Linked DNA regions of Oryctolagus cuniculus: region 1 is linked to region 2. Evidence: chromatin contacts called from public Micro-C data. All regions are on one chromosome and are shown on one strand. The core of a region is the stretch at or near the end of the contact, and the rest is flanking DNA. Distances in the headings are between cores, read along the strand shown. Region 1 has its middle 29 kb from the start of PRELP. Region 2 holds the start of FMOD (fibromodulin).

Evidence for each region. A called contact is a pair of places that touch in the nucleus more often than the background predicts.
Region 1: a contact with region 2 is called in a Micro-C map of ear pinna, with 2.9 times the contacts expected there. The contact joins the enhancer-like site here to the promoter of FMOD in region 2. A contact is called at or near these places in 2 of 6 Hi-C or Micro-C datasets (ear pinna and an unstated tissue).

What each region holds. Positions count from the first base shown.
Region 1 is chr13:19,127,845-19,133,021 of mOryCun1.1, reverse strand. No RefSeq gene overlaps it. Among named protein-coding and RNA genes, the nearest start is that of PRELP, 29 kb to the left of the region's middle. Within about 2 kb of position 2,206, at least 3 of the 8 cell types and tissues checked have an H3K27ac peak or open chromatin away from gene starts, as enhancers often do. A contact at or near this core is called in ear pinna, where this site is marked.
Region 2 is chr13:19,067,324-19,072,953 of mOryCun1.1, reverse strand. FMOD (fibromodulin) reads left to right here and starts at 2,566. Exons shown (of 4, transcript XM_051821140.2): 1 at 2,566-2,803; 2 at 5,252-5,630. The coding sequence starts at 5,259.

The DNA of each region.
Region 1 (5,177 bases), core at 957-3,456, 60 kb before region 2:
TGTTTTCTGGCCTGCGTGTCCGGGGTTTTGTGTTGCAGAAGCAAGAGGAAAGAGTGCAGAAGAGGAAGGAGAAAAAGTATGTAGACAGAGGCCAGTGCTGTGGCATAGCGGATAAAGCCCTAGCCTGCAGTGCCAGCATCCCATATGGGCACCGGTTTGAGACCCAGCTGCTCCACTTCTGATCCAGCTCTCTGCTGTGGCCTCGGAAGGCAGTAGAAGATGGCCCAAGTCCTTGGGCCCCTGCACCCACATGGGAGACCCAGAAGAAGCTCTTGGCTCCTGACTTTGGATAGGCACAGCTTTGGCCATTGTGGCCAATTGGGGAGTGAACCAGCAGATGGAAGACCCCTCTCTCTCTCTCTTTCTCCCTCTCTCTCTGCCTCTCCTTCTCTCTCTGTGTAACTCTTTCAAGTAAATAAGTAAATCTTTAAAAAGAAAGGAAGGAAGGAGGGAAGGAAGGAAGGAAGATATGCAGGCAGGCCGGAAGAGGGGTAGGTGTGTGGAGGATCGGACGAGGTGGTGGACAGGATTTCACTGTTCTGGTAGCGCCACCCTCTTCACAGAACTGGAGGAAGCACACGGAGAGCTCGGGACACTTTGCAGACAGATGGCTTCCGCGATTTTGCTGGACTGAGCTTCTTTGATGGCAATGGCTTTGAGACGGGAGCCCAGAGCCTCTGCCCTCTGCATGTTGCTCTGCAAGACCCAGTGCAGGGGACTGCAGCGTGGACAGTCGTCCTGGGCCTCTGAGACAGTCAGGTCAGCGGCTGGAAGCCAAGGAATTGTCTGTTTGTTCCAGGGCTGGAGGTCAGTGTGACTTATGACCTGGGGAATTTGGGCTGCCCCTGCCCTGCTGTGTCCAGATGCAGACAGGAGCCCCATGCCTCAGGGCCCTTAGAGACCTATGTGTCTGTCACTGTCTGCTTCTGTGCTTGGCAGGAGAGAGCAGGGGCTGGTGGGAGAAGCGGGTTTGCTGGGCCTGGCAATGAACTTTGGAGTGAGGAGAAGAGACAGGAAGGGAGAAGCTGAGCTGAGAGAGAAGGGTGTGTAACGAGCTGCCTCAGTTTCCTGGAATTTCCCAAGGGGCTGCGAGTTCCTGGAGGCCAGGGACCGGCTCCGGCTGGTGCTCGCTCTTCAGGGTTAGCCCATTTCTGGTGGTGTAATAGCTCCGTGACTCAGTTGGGGGAGGGAGGGGGCAGGGAGGCTGGGTGGTGGTCTGACTTCCTCTCTGAATTCACTGGCTGCCTGGTTAAGACGTGACATTGTTCTGGCTGCGGCCCAGTTTCCTCCAGAGGCAGAGTTGGTGTGCCGGCGCCTGATGTTAGTCCCGTTTCTAGAATGCTGGAGCTGTCTCTCGAATCCTGTAGATGGAGGGTTAGGGCACCCTCACTGCCCTGCTGCACTTCTCTCCTGACCGCCAGCCTAGCCCCCTTAGCCAAGAGCCCACAGTGAGCCCTAAGGGACGGCGCGTCCCTCCCCGGGGGTTTCCCGAGTGTTCCGCGCGTCTCCTTCCAGCAGCTGTGCGCAGGCTGTTATGTGGGAAAAAATAAAATAAAAATAAAAGTAAACAGATGCTCCTCCATTGCACAGTACTCCAGGGCTCTGCCCCAGCCTCTGTGTGGGGCCTCGGTCTTCATGCCCTGTGCTGGGGCCCAGACCCTGGGTCTGGGGACCGGGAGCTGGGGGTGGGCTCAGGCCTTGGCTCCTGTTGGCATGCTCCCTTTTGAAGGGGGCCCAGATCCACCCTGGACATTTAGACTGGGCTCAGAAGAGCCCATGTGTCTCCTCAAGATCGCACTGGGATGTGCCCCCCAGGAGGAGGGCAGGAGGAGGACACAGGAGACCAGGGCTGACGTGGCTTGGGGGTCCATGTCCCCTGACGAGGAGGGCACTGCGCCAGCAGGCGGGACCCCAGAAGGCCAAGCAGCCCGAGGCCCCACAGAGAACAACGGCTCCAGCAAGGGGTCTCGGGGCACACCCAGGGCCCACCCTGCCCCGTGCAAAGGGCAAGGAACACACACGGTTGTGCGGCTTCTGAGCCCTCGCAGTGAGCAGGACGGGAGCCTCGGAGCTCCGTCCACCGTGGGGCACCCGTGCACCGTGAGGAAGGCCCAGGAGGAGCTGCCAGCGTGGCTCTGTCCAGGGTGAGGAGTGAGCGGCTTGGGGAGGAGCCGCTCCAAGACGCCCTGGCAAGGCCCTGCCACATTCCAGAACACAGAGGACCACGAGCCCCAGCCCAGCCCCAGGCATCCGGGGCTGGCCACCAGCCCGGGCGCTTCCTCCCCTCCCAGCCCCTCTCTCTCCGTCCTCTTTCTGCATCCTGGGGCCAAAGGTTCAGCCGGAGCTGCCCTCTCTCTTCTCCACAGAGGAGCTGCACTGGGAATGGGGAGAGTTAGGGGAAGCGGTAGGTGTCGGCCGGGGCTTGGGGGCCAGGGGTTTAGCATTGCTGGGGCTGAATGAGTTTGTCCAGGAAGGCTTAAGGGAGTCTGAGCAGGGCACTGGGGGAGGAGCAGCAGGAAGTTTGTCCCAGGCAGCCGGGAGCCCTGTAAAGCTGGGTGAGAGGGGGAAGGTCCCCCAAAGGGCTGTTGGGGACAAGGGCGGGAGGCACGGCTCCTCCCTTAGTCTCTGAATAAAGCCAGCAGCCCTAGCGTCGCCCACAAGACCTTCTCACCACGTCGGGACAGGCTCGCACCTCCGGCTCGGGTGCCTGGCAGCCCCCGCAGCGAGCCCCGGCGCCCTCTCCTCCCGGCCCGTGGACACCCTCATCCCCTCCGCCCGTCGTTCCCGCTCCTGGGAGCAGCATGTCTTCCTCCCAGGGTCCTTCTTCCTGCAGCTGGCTAGCCTGCCTCTTCTCAGTGCGGCCACACCCCGGTCCGCATCAGCACCATGAACACCACTCCTGACCCACCTCCCCTGTCACACCAGGCACACGCAAGCCCCACCAGATCTCACACACACACACACACACCCCAAGACTGGCCAACCGCAGTCAGAGACGACCTCAGCAACGTGTCCGAGGCAGCCAGCTTCCAGTAAAGCAGACACCACACAGAGCACCTCAACCTCCCGTTGCGTCCTCTTTGGGGAGGAGGCCGGGCTGCAGCGGGCATGGCCACACAGCTCTTCCAGGAAGCACTAGTGATTTTGGTTCGCGCTTGGCAAGCACCCTGTGCGAGTGCGCAAGCTCCCGGCGACTGGGATCGTTCATGTTCTCTTTCGCACTGTCAGTCAAACACCACTGCAGGCTTCATAAGTAATTACTTCTTCGTTTGGTTAATGAAATATTAATTGATCAGGCTCTTTGGAGACAATGTCAACGTTAAGGCCTGGTCCCTGGCCTCAGTCTTGAACGGGCTGCAGGCAGGGGGTACTCACCGTGGAGTTCCTGCCCAGGCTACATAGCAGTAGCAAACACGAATGAACTTTCTGTGCTTAGGGGTGGAAAGGCTCCTGGCCCCTAGCCCACACCCTCGCTTTGTGACATGGAAGGCTGAGGCTTCCATGTGGAGATTAACTGTCAAGGTCACGGACGGCTTTGACCTTGGTCTTGGAGGTTTGGCGTTCCCTCCACCCTGCCACAGCCTCGTCCTCCTCCCACTGCTGTTCCCCAAGCTGTGGCCTGGTGGGAAGCTCTCAGGCGTTTGTTTCAGAACGGAGTTCAAGTCCTGATGTGGCTGCTTCATGGCCGTTCAGTCGAGAGGGTCTCGAGCGGCTCTCAAGTGACTCGCTTGTGCCAGAAACTCGGCCGGGGGTGAGGGTTCCCGGGTGCTCGGAGCCCGTGTGTGCAGGGTGCGTGGTGCTGACTCCTGCAGGCCTTGACACCTGCCCCCTTCCTCCCAAGCCTGAGGACTCGGTCTTGCTTCTCTGTCCTCCCCCTGGTGCCTTCCAGGCAGCCGATCGTCCACTTAGAAAGGCCTCACAGGGGCCCCTCCGTTCCGCCCCCCCGTGGTCATTCAGGTCCTATCCCGCCTCCTCTCCAGAGCTCCCTCTGCACTCCATGAGCTCCGAAGTGCAGGTGCACAGGAGGAGAGCAGGGTCTCCCTTCCTCCCCCATCCGCCCAGCACATCCCACTGCGCTTCAGTGACGGAGCATTTCCTCCGCTTTGCCTTCCAGGATGCAAACTTCCCCTTCTCCCTTCCTTTTCCTTCTTCTGTGTTTCCTTTTTTTTTTTTTTTTTTTTGACAGGCAGAGTAGACAGTGAGAGAGAGAGACAGAGAGAAAGGTCTTCCTTTGCCGTTGGTTCACCCTTCAATGGCCGCCGCGGCTGGCGCGCTGCGGCCGGTGCACCACGGCCGGCGCACCGCGCTGATCCGATGGCAGGAGCCAGGTGCTTCTCCTGGTCTCCCATGTGGGTGCAGGGCCCAAGCACCTGGGCCATCCTCCACTGCACTCCTGGGCTACAGCAGAGAGCTGGCCTGGAAGAGGGGCAACCGGGACAGAATCCGACGCCCCGACCGGGACTAGAACCTGGTGTGCCGGCGCCGCAAGGCGGAGGATTAGCCTGTTGAGCCGTGGCGCCGGCTCTGTGTTTCCTTTTCCCATGTGTCTATTTTTCCTTCTAGGATCCTAATTCCTCCCCCTTTTCTCCTTCCCCAGGGCTTTCATAACCACCTCCACCCTTCCTCCTGTTACCATTTTTGTCTCTTTTTAAAATAGATTTTTATTTATTTATTTCCATTTTATTTCAAAGGGAGAAAGAGAGAGCCAGAGGGAAAGAGAGATTTTCCATCCACTGGTCCGCGCCCCAAATGCCAGGCATCAGGAACTTCGCCCAGGTCCTCCACCTGAGTGATAGGGACCTGGGTACTTGAGCCTCACCAGCCTCCCAGGAGGTATGTTAGCAGGGAGCTGAGATCAGGAGCAGAGCTGGGGCTTGAACTCATGCACTCCGGTATGGGACGCGGGCATCCCAGTGTCTTAACCGCCGCAGCAAATGTCCACCCGTCTTCCATCTTTAGAGGGGCAGGTGGATGATGTTGTCCACACACAGCCCCTCCCACAGCCGTCTCACCTGCACCCAGGCATCTCCGCCCGGCTCAGTGCTGCTCTGGGGGCCGCTGACCTCTGCCCTCCACCCCACTGTCCTGCCGCAGTCTTGGGTGGGCTGGAGACCAACCGGGAGTGCTCCCACCTGCCACCTGACCCAGCTGCCTGCAGAGGCGGGAGGAAGCAGAGT
Region 2 (5,630 bases), core at 1,317-3,816:
TAGGTCCAGTGTAGCCAGCAGCACTAGCAGTGGGTTCTTCAAGTTTGAATCACCCAAGGGTTTCCCAGTGGGCATTAAAATAGGGGGGCTTCCGGGCCTAGGCAGGAGCCAGTCCCTGGACGACAGCACGCTCAGGGCGCATGGGTTCATCTAAGCTACCAGATTCTACGTGAGCCAAACCCAGGGGTCCTCATGTGTTTCCCTTGGGCCCCGGACTCCGCTCAGATTCACACATCAGTTGTCTACATGCACCTCACTGGGATGCCCCCACCCCGGGCACAAGGCATCACTCACATGGCACAGCCAAAGCACGCTTCCTGCCCCACCCACCTCTGTCCACCCGGAAATGCTCCATCAGCTGACCATCGGCTCAAAGCAAGATCATGGAAGGCCGGCGCCGTGGCTCACTAGGCTAATCCTCTGCCTTGCAGCGCCAGCACACCAGGTTCTGTCCTGGTTGCTCCTCTTCCAATCCAGCTCTCTGCTGTGGCCCTGGAGTGCAGTGGAGGATGGCCCAAGTGCTTGGGCCCTGCACCCCATGGGAGACCAGGAGAAGCACCTGGCTCCTGGCTTCAGATCAGCGCGGTGCGCCGGTCGCAGCGGCCATTGGGGGGTCAACCAACGGCAAAGGAAGACCTTTCTCTCTGTCTCTCTCTCTCTCTCACTGTCCACTCTGCCTGTCAAAAAAAAAAAAAAAAAAAAGATCCCGGAGTCATTCCTGAGTTGTCCTAACTGCCAGATCCGATCTGTCCACACAACTTGCTGGTTCTCTCTACAGCAGCCTGTGGTGGGAGTTTGGCCTCGAGGTTAAGATGCCGGTAGCGAGACCTGCATCCGACGTCAGCGTGCCTTTGAACCTGATGCCAGGTTCCTGCTGATACAGACCTTGGACAGCAATGGGATGGCTCGAGTGACCGGGGCCTTGCCACCCGCGTGGTAGACCTGGGGTGAGATTCTGTCTCCTGACTTCCAGCTGGCTCAGCCCAGGCCGCTGGGGGCATTTAGGGAGTGAAACAATGGATGGGAGTGCGCTCTCTCGCTCTCTCTCTCCATCTGTCTCTCTGCCTCTCAAGTAAATACAACTTTTTAAAAGTCCCAATTAAAAATAGTAAGTATGCTGGCCGGCGCCGTGGCTCACTAGGCTAATCCTCCGCCTAGCGGCACCGGCACACCGGGTTCTAGTCCCGGTCGGGGCGCCGGATTCTGTCCTGGTTGCCCCTCTTCCAGGCCAGCTCTCTGCTGTGGCCAGGGAGTGCAGTGGAGGATGGCCCAAGTGCTTGGGCCCTGCACCCCATGGGAGACAAGGATAAGTACCTTGCTCCTGCCATCGGATCAGCACGGTGCGCCAGCCGCAGCACGTTGGCCGCGGCGGCCATTGGAGGGTGAACCAACGGCAAAGGAAGACCTTTCTCTCTGTCTCTCTCTCTCACTGTCCACTCTGCCTGTCACAAAAAAAAAAAAAAAAAATAGTAAGTATGCTAGCCCCTCTTCCACTACACTCATCTAATCTGCCATTCTGTCTCCTCGAGGTTGGGCTGGGGCCTCATTTCCTCAGACAATGACCCCTCCCATGTGCTCTAAAAAATGTCAGACAGGGGCCGGCGCTGTGGCATGGTAGATTACTCCTGCAACGCCAGAATCCCACACAGGCACCGGGTCAAGCACCGGTTGCTCCGCTTCCGATCTGGCTCCCCGCTGATGCACCTGGGAAGGCAAGGGAGGATGGCCCGAGTGCTTGAGCCCTTGCACCCATATGGGAGACCTGGAAGCAGCTCCTGGCTCCTGGCTCCTGGCTCCTGGCTCCTGGCTTTGGCTCCTGGCTCCTGGCTCCTGGCTCCTGGCTTTGGCCTGTCCCAGCCTTTGAGGAGTGAACCAGTAGGTGGAAGATTTTTGTCTCCCTCTCTGTCCCTGTGCCTTTCAAATAAATAAAATGAATCTTTATATATAAGTATACATATATATATATATGTATGCATGCATATACCAGATCCCATTGCTTCCCCCTCTTAAAACGTGCTGTTCTTAAACTTTCAAAAATCAAAACCAACAAAGCCCCTTCTCGGTCTAGCTTCTGCCGCCTTCCTAGACCTCGTCTTTCCCAGACTCTACATCTGTATAATGGGCACCGCTGTGGTCATGGTTGCCTCACAGGGGACCTCAGCTGCGTGCTAGCCTAGCTCGGGTCTTCCCACAGTCCTCCCCACTGCGGCAGGTGCTGTGAAATGAGGTTCCTTGCTTTTGCGTGTGTCCCAGTGTCAGGGAAGGAGCCAGGGCAGTCTGGGGTCCCAGCTGGAGTCAGCCCCTGCCCTGCGCGAGGCACGCGAGTCGCCGCCGGTCTGAGACCTGCCTGTAGGGGGCGCTGGAGCCAGGAGGGGCCACAGCTGCCCGCGGGCCGCTCGGGGCCCGCTCGGGGGTTAAAGACACCTCTCCCCAAACCCGGGCCCTCCCCTGCTCACATCTGCCTTTGTGGCTTTAATGAGAAACCCAGGCACTTTGGCGTCCAGGGCGCGCGCTAACTCCCTGGAAGATCGGCGAGTGGAAAGAAGGTGGTTTTCCAGCGGGCCGGGGGCGGATTCGGGTCTCCGCGCGCCCTGGCGAGCTCCGCCCCTGCCGCCCGCCAGGGAGCCGGCCCGCTCCGCAACCCCTCTCTCCAGGCTCCTGGTTAGGAATTTGGGGGCGGGCCCTGGCCTGGCACGGCCGCGCACTCTCAGCAGAGCTCACTTTGCTCTCCTCGCGCCCACGTTCTGCAGCCCAAGGAGGCCGGACCGAGGGACGTGGGCACTCTTCCTCCGCTCAGCTCGAGGTAAGTGCAGGCATCTTACTTCGGGTTTGTCCCTTGTCGGTCCATAAAGGAAGTCGAAGACATGACCTGGGAGAGGGCAGGGGTGGGCCATCCTCCTTCCCCCCCAGTCTGGGCTGCCCCGGAGGGATGCTGCCCGGGGCAAGAGGTCCAGTTGCAGGACATCTCCTTTGCGGTCCTCGGGGGGACCTCCAGTTCTCAGGCACAAAAAATGTAAAAGTTCAAATAATGTGGGGATCCCCATAACCTCAACCCTTTGAGATCTGGGGCACTTTGGGGGTGGCCCGAGCCCTGGGTGTCCTAAATGCTGCTTTGTATAGCATGCATGAGGTGCTGAGTGCAAGGGAGCGGTTAAGAGTCGGATGAAGCATCGGCTGTGTCCAGGGGGCTGTGCGTCCCGGTGGGGTCCCCCCCAGGTTAGGGGACAGCTCCCCGTTTGAAGGAGGAGAACTTTCTCTAGGGCAGACGAGTAAGAGAACAGCAGCAGGTTCTGAGTTAGGTGCCCCCCGCCCACCCCGCCCCAGCTCCTGGTGTGTCAGTCCCCGAGCTTTCTACCTTAGCAAGGCTGAGCACAGGTGGACCCGTGGCATTGTGGGAAGCAAGGTAAGAGTATCCAACCCCGAAGCTACGTGGCTCACAGAGGCAGTGGGATCGGGGGGAGGCGTAAGCTCCCCTACCAAACCCTCGCAGCAGCCCTGGATCTAAGCAGAGGCCAGAGCGGGTGGGACACACAGACCCTGGAAAGCTGGGTTTCAAGGGGACTGTGGCTCTTGGCTGCCAAGGTGCCCAGTCTGGAAAAGGAGAAACAGAGACAGAGGCTCACTGTGCCAGCCTCTAGGCCACCACCTTGGTCCTGCAGCAGCCCAGGGCTGTACATGGAAAAATGCACAGTTGGCAGCAGGCTGCTCCATCCGTCTTCTTGCCTGGCCACAGCCAGGGAGCAGCCAGCGTGCCCAGGCAGTGGGCAGTCGAGTCTGCTTCTCAGAACACTGGGGCTCTTTGTCTGAGGCCTGGGCTGCCTGAGGATGAGCCAGGATGCCTGCTAGCTCTTCTGCAGCCCAGTGGCTCGTGGCAGGCCCAGGGGACTGCCTGGAGGAGCCAGTGGCCAGCAGTTTGAGCATGGCCACCAAGGCCCTTCCCATCAGTTCTGAGGCTGGCTTTTATTATCCTTTCTGTCCCCTGTCCACGGTCGCCGGCCCAGCAAGGCCCAACAGCAATGCAGCGGCTAAGTGGGACTCTTCCAGACCCAGGACAGCCCTGGGAGTTCTCTGTCCGAGGGTGACTCTCTGGAAGGTGCCCACAGAGGCTGTGCAGTGCCCTGGAGGGAGGTAATAGGGGCGGGCTCCCCAGACCTGAAGGCACACTACTGCACCCCTCCCTCCATACCTTCAACTTCCCTCCCAGGGGCCCCCAGCCCCCGCGCTGCCCTCTCAGCCTGCCCCGGCCTCATCACAGTGGCCCGGCACGCTCCAAGGTGGGTGTCAGAACCCCATCCAAAGCCGCGTTCCCTTGGGCAAACGTGAGAACCTCCAACGTCCCCTCCATCTGTCGGTGTTTCTCAGTCACTGCTCTAGGCCCCGTGTCCCCAGGGTGCTAACACTTCGCTGGGCTCCAGGGAAGACAGGGAGGCAGACCAGCTCGGCCTCCCCACACTGTGCCGCACCCCATGTCCCCCGGCTGGAGGGGATCTGTGCCCGTCTCCAGATGAGTCCCACATGGGGCTCCTCCAGGCCCAGCCAAGCTGCATGCATGACCACAGACTGCTAACCAGAGGGTTTTCTCACCCAGCCGAATGCCACCAACAGTGGCACTTTGGAGGAAAGCCCAGGCCCCGTGGTGGCCGCTGAGGGGCCACACCCCTCCCCAGACGCCCAGGGCCAGAAAACCCCAGCCTGCCTAAGAGCCCCAAAGAGCTTCCCAAGTGGCTCAGATTTTCCCCTTTGATGCTCAAGCTGCTTCTAGAAGTTTCTCCGGGACAGGAAGAGCCAGAGGGCTTTGTCCTTGGACTCTTGGAAAATAGTGTTTCCCTGGAGAGTCCAAACTGGATGTGAATCCAGGCCCAAGGAGCCCATGACTCCCACCCCTACACCTCTACACACACACACACACACACACACACACGACGGCTGTGGGGTTTCCAGCTACCTCGGCAGAACCTGCCTGGGGCTAAGGCTGCCGTGGACCTACCCCTCTAAATGCAGTAACTCCATTCTGTTCCTTCTTGACCAGGGGACCAGGGGAGATGCATGGAGCTCTCCGCCCGCCCCCGTGGCCGCGGTCTAGCCGGACCATGTGTGCAGAGCCGGCCACGGGCTGTGTGCACCGAGCAAGGGCGAGCGAAGCTCCTGCGTCCAGGCGTCTGACGCCGAAGCAGGCGCTGCCCAGCTCTGTGCCGCGGCCTCCTGAGGCTCACTCATGCCCGCTCCCTCTCCTCTCTCCCTCCCTGCACAGAGACACGATGCAGTGGGCCTCCCTCCTGCTGCTCGCGGGGCTCTGCTCCCTGTCCCGGGCCCAGTATGACGAAGACCCGCACTGGTGGTTCCACTACCTCCGCAGCCAGCAGTCCACCTACTACGACCCGTACGACCCTTACCCGAACGAGCCCTACGAGCCATACCCCTACGGGGTGGAAGAGGGCCCGGCCTATGCCTACGGCTCCCCGTCCCCGCCGGAGCCCCGCGACTGCCCCCAGGAGTGCGACTGCCCCCCCAACTTCCCCACCGCCATGTACTGTGACAACCGCAACCTCAAGTACCTGCCCTTCGTGCCGTCCCGCATGAAGTACGTCTACTTCCAGAACAACCAGATCACCGCCATCCAGGAGGGCGTC